2 separate regions of the Sus scrofa genome follow, and region 1 is linked to region 2. A link is a contact called in public Hi-C data. All regions are on one chromosome and are shown on one strand. Each heading gives the region's core, a stretch centred on a gene start, on an enhancer-like site or on the middle of the called end of the contact. The rest is flanking DNA. Distances are from core to core; before and after follow the strand shown.

Region 1 (2,700 bases), core at 167-2,666, 95 kb before region 2:
TTCCCTCAAACTTTACTACAAATCTGGTCATTTTTCTTTTCTTTTTCTTTCTTTCTTTCCTTCTCCTTTAATTTATGGCCACATTCATGGCATATGGAAGTTCCCAGGCTAGGGATTGAATCCCAGCCACAGCTGTGACTTATGCCACGTCAGTGGCAATGGCGGATCCTTAATCCACTGCTCTGGCAGGGGATGGAACCCGAGTCTTTGCAGCCACCTGAGGTGGCTACAGTTGGATTCCTACCTCGCTGTGCCACAGCAGGAACTCCTGTGTTTCATTTTTCACTGTGTAAAACAAATCAAATATATCTAGTCTTATGTTCTAGATATAGGGAGAGGGGAGAGAAGGGATAAAGGAAGTTGAGAGCTTGGATGGGAATGAGAGGCAAAGGTCCTGTGTAGAAAGCAGAGAGCTAAGATTCTAGGGTCAGGAACTTTTTTTCTTAAGTGGTGGGGGAATTATATTGGGGATAAAATTCTTACTAGAGAGAGTCTGGTGTGGTAGAAGAATAGAAGACTTGGATTGAGAATCCAGCGTCAGTGCTTACTGTTTGATCTTAAATCACTTACCTTCTCTGATCTTAAATTCCTCATGTGTACGGTCTAAGAGGTCTCAGAGGTCCTTCTTTAAGCACCGAGTATGAAGGGACTCCAAGGAGTGCCCTCTGCTTTTGTTTTGCTCCAGCCTTAAAGTCTTTGTTTTGCTCCAGCCTCAAAGCTGTTATATGTTGTATTCATTTTTTCTCATGGATTGTTGCTATTGTTGCCGATTACTGTGGACCATGCAGTATATTAGACGATTTACATAAAATTAACCTCAACAGTTAAGGGTTTTTTGTTTGTTTGTTTTGTTTGTTTTGGCTGCACACGGAGGCATGTGGAAGTTACCAGACCAGGGATCCAACCCGGGCCACTGCCGGATCCTTAACTCGTTAAGCCACATGAGAACTACCAGAATGATATTATTATTCTCATTTTACAGATGAGAAAATTGAAGTTTAAAAGGAATTAATTTACCCCAAATTACGCAGTGATCCAGGATTTATACCAGGTCTGTCTCATTCCAGATTTATGCTCTTACCTGTTTCCTTCACTTCACATCCCGGTGAAGCCTGTGTAAAAGAAAACTTAGAGTTAAAAGGAAATAACAACCCCTTCTGGTCCGTTTTTCTCCCACTCTCTAAGTTTCCCTGCTTCTGTCCTTAAAGCCGCAGCATATCTTACTGCTACTTTGGTCTGAAACTCTGCAGGTACTGGAATTCCCTGTGTGCATCAGCTTAGGTCTTCCGGTCACCCGGAACCACCCACACCGCTGCTTGTGCTGTGTGGGGTATACCGCTTCGGAGTTCCTGGAGGTGGGGCCAGACTGGAGTGACAGCTATAACAACCAATAGGCATGGGTATTGTTGGGCCAGCAGCCAATGAAGAATCCGACAAAAGAGAAGGAGCGATCATTTATTTGAGGCTGTGTGACGGGTCTGAAGGAACATGGGGCTGTATCGGAGGTGGCGGCGACTTCGGCTCCCAGGGTTACAAGCCTGCGGGCTGCACACGGTGCGTGAGGTACCCAAAAGTTCCGAAACACATCGGACCTAGCGCAGCTGAAGCCCAAAGTATAGGCTCTCAACCCCATCTGACACCCCCTACTCCCGCCCTACGTTCGGGACCCGGCTACCGTAGCCCTTAGGTACGCCATCTTTTTCCTAGGGTAGCCGTCTGGGGAATGTAGCACTCCCAGCCTAGGGCCTTATACCTCCCATTCTTTTTTTAAAGACTGGGATTTAAGATCATGGCCACTTAAATGTTCTCACTTCCCACTACCCCCAAGCTCAATAAGGAATTTTGGGACCTGTGTTACCTCCTAACATCTTTTCCTCCAGGCAGCTGTGCCCACTCCTCCACACTGGTTGGTAGAGCGGCTTGGCTTTTTTGAGGAGCTATGGACCGCCCAGGTAAAGAAGTTAGCAAGCATGGCGCAGAAGGAACACCGGGCTATTAAGGTATCGCTTCCTGGAGGCAGGAAAGTGGATGCTGTGGCATGGAACACAACCCCTTACCAACTAGCTCAGCAGATCAGGTACCAGGCCTTCTATACCTACCGGGTAAACCTACCTCTGTACTTTGTTTACTTGAGCAGGGAAAGAACTCTGCATGTTTATTCCATCCCCATCAAGATAGCCTTTCCTGCATATTCCTTTTTATCTGCATTAGTTTTATGGTCTCTGACCTTTCTCTATTATGCATTGAGGGGAAAAAAAAAGAAAAGATTCCAGTGTTCTGGTAATACATTTCCCCTTCGCAAGTTTAGAGTTGCTAAGGATTAGTTCCTGTCTTCCTCTGTAGCTTGTAACCTTGTCTTTTTTTATCCTCACCCCCACTGTTGAAGTTCAAAACTGGCAGATACTGCAGTAGCTGCTGTAGTGAATGGAGAACCTTATGATCTGGAACGGCCCTTGGAAAAAGATTCTGACCTCAGATTTCTGACATTCGATTCTGCAGAGGGGAAAGCAGTACGTTTCTTCCTTATTGGGATATAGGGGCTGCTAAGAGATGTTTAAGTGGGAATTTCTAGCATTTTTTTTTTTTTGCCTCAGTTTCTCCATTTTCAGTTGAGAGGGAGGCCTACCATGGACTGCTTATCTTTTTTGATTTTTTTTTTTTTTTTTTTTTTTTGTCTTTTTAGGGCTGCGCTGGAGGCAT
Region 2 (2,700 bases), core at 3-2,502:
TGTGGCACTGCTGGATCCTTTAACCTACTGTGCTGGGCTAGGGTGGAACACATGCTTCTACACCAGATCCTTACCTCACAGGAAGTCCCACACACACCACTTAAAACCATAACCTGACAAATAGTTATTCACGATTTTGGCACCTTGCTTTCCTGAAATTTTGGGTCACTTTTTATTACATAGGTGAGATAGTCTCTTTTTTTTTTTTTTTTTTTTGGTCCATGCTCACAGCATGTGGAAGTTCCCAGGCCAGGGATCAAATCTGTGCCACAGCAGTGACCTAAGCCACAAAAGTGCTAAGGCCAGATCATCAACCTGCTAGGCCACCAGAGAACTCTGATGGTCTCATTTTTTAAGGTAACCCTTAATAGCATTTTACAATATTGACTGAATCAATTTAACCCATTAAACTCTATCCTTGGACACATTTTCCTGATTCTCCTATTTCGTTGGGCCCTTTTCTCTATTTCCTGCAGATGTTAGCCTTCATCCAGGTCAGTTCTTCAGTCTTTCTGCTCTTTGTACTTCCCTTCCACGCCTTTACTAGTATATCTTGAAGTCCACAAAATCTATCTCCTATCCTGACTTTTCCAACCTCTAGACTCATAAATCCAATAACTTAGTGGTCATCCACTGTTGGATGTCCTATAGGCACCTCATATCAACCCTTCTGCAAAACTGAGCCATCTTCCTTGTTACACTTGCTCTTCGGTTATAATCTCTGAATTGTAGCATCATCATTTACCCAGTAACTCAGGCCAGAAACATAGGAATATTCTATTAAAGTCCTGCCTCTTCCCAAGTCCCACATCCCACACCCAGTTTTGTTGACTGTACTTCTCATATATCTCTTGAATCTGTTCACTCTTTTTCATCCCCACTATCATTACCTTCTTTAGTTCCTCATCACATCTAATCTACAGAACTAGAGCAACATAACAGTTTTATTCATAATTCACCTACCACATGGTAACAGTTTACTTAGTACAGATTTCTCCACGTAGGTTTTGTTACTTCAAACTTACTATGCCCCAAATTGAATTCATCATCTTCCTCTTCAGAAGAGCCATACATCTCCCCGACTTTTCCATACCATTAGCAGCATCTCCAATACATCAATTTTACCCTCTCCAATCTCTTCCTAACATTGCAGTCAGAAAGGTTATCCTAAGGAGCCAATCTGATCATGTCATTTTCTTGCTCAAAATATTTACACAACAGCTTCTCACTGCTTCTAGGGTAAAGTCTAAAGGGCCCTTTGTGATCTAACCTTTGCTTCCCTCCACCCATCCTGGCCTTATTCCCTTCATTCTATGCTACAGTCAATCTCAATTATTTCAAGTTTCCAGAATGTAAAACCCTGCATCTTTTCACATATTGTTCCTTCCACCCGGAAGACCCCCTTTCCCAGCCTAACCCCTTTACCTAAGTCCTACTACTCCATCATATATCAGCTTTGAAGCCATTTCCTGTCAAAGGATTTTCCTGACTCTTCTTCTGCCACCTGCCCAAATTAGGTGAGTGCCCTTTCTCTATGCTTCCAGAGCATTTTGTGCTTATCGCTATCTTAGCACTGAATCTTTGTATTCTAATTGCCAGTCTACCTATCTTTATTAACCCCCCTTATAGTCTGTAAGCTCCTTGGGGGCAGGAGCCATATCTTAGGTGCTGTTGCAGTCCCAGAGGGAAGGGCTTTACATGCTTTATCTTGTTTAATCATCACAACCAACCTTTATGGTAGGTACTACATCATTCCTACTTTACAAAATAAATAACTGAAATAATGAGAGTTTAAGAAACTTGTCCTGAATTATCAAAGCATATCAAAATCAGGATTTAAAACCAGGCAACTTGATACTAGGACCAGTCCACCACTAAATTTGTCACCTTTAAATGCCTTCCCCACACAATTTGTCCATGACCTATCTAAAACTCAGAACTGACCCTCAGTGTTCCTGTGTCTACCCACAAGCCATATCCTTCTGTCTACCTTCCAGGCCCGCTCTCCAGCCGTTCCCAGGACTGGTGACACTGTTACTGTGGAAACACCAGATTCCACATTGTCTCATCCTTCTCTAAGTATTGGTCCTACCAAAAGGCTCTTTCTCACCTTACCTTTCTGGAGAAATCCTGTTCATCCTTCAGAATTTACTCCATGAAACCTTTCCTGGTCACTCTTTTCCCCATTCCTCTGCAGGCAGTGGAATCTGCCTCCACTCTCAGAAGCAGTGTGGCTTGTTTAAGTTACTGATTTAGTTCCCTCATTTGTATAATGGCAATACTAAGACTACCTACTTCGTAGAATTGTGAGGACTCGATGAGATGATGTAAATTAAAACATTAGAAATGGCCTTGATGCACAGCAAGCACTAAAAACATTTGCATTTATTATTATTACTTATCCCTATTCCTTTATGGAGCTAGGCTCCTACTGATGCAAGTTTAACACTGCAATGATTTCTTCATATGTAACTTCCCCACCAGGATGGAAACTCCTTGAAAGAAGCACCCACATATCATTCATACTTTAGCACAATGCCTGGTATATTCTAGGCACTTATTAACTAATAATTGAACTGGACCATTTAATACTACCCATCTTTCAAGTCCCAATTCAGTTTTCATTTCCTCCACTAGTATTTACCTAATGATCTCAGCCCTTTGACTTTCCCCTTCTCAGAATTCTTTCACCACTGCCTT

Evidence for each region. A called contact is a pair of places that touch in the nucleus more often than the background predicts.
Region 1: a contact with region 2 is called in a Hi-C map of liver, with 8 times the contacts expected there. The contact joins the promoter of TARS2 here to the enhancer-like site in region 2. A contact is called at or near these places in 3 of 5 promoter capture datasets (fetal skeletal muscle, liver and skeletal muscle), 5 of 47 Hi-C or Micro-C datasets (embryonic fibroblasts, epiblast stem cells, fetal skeletal muscle and 2 more) and 2 of 2 datasets of contacts at active chromatin or transcription factors (alveolar macrophages and skeletal muscle).

The regions. Positions count from the first base shown.
Region 1 is chr4:98,634,034-98,636,733 of Sscrofa11.1, reverse strand. It overlaps TARS2 (threonine--tRNA ligase, mitochondrial), which reads left to right and starts at 1,416. Exons shown (of 18, transcript XM_003355197.4): 1 at 1,416-1,554; 2 at 1,881-2,077; 3 at 2,387-2,510. The coding sequence starts at 1,489.
Region 2 is chr4:98,538,988-98,541,687 of Sscrofa11.1, reverse strand. No RefSeq gene overlaps it. Among named protein-coding and RNA genes, the nearest start is that of ENSA, 12 kb to the right of the region's middle. Within about 2 kb of position 1,252, at least 9 of the 83 cell types and tissues checked have an H3K27ac peak or open chromatin away from gene starts, as enhancers often do. A contact at or near this core is called in alveolar macrophages, liver and retroperitoneal adipose tissue, where this site is marked.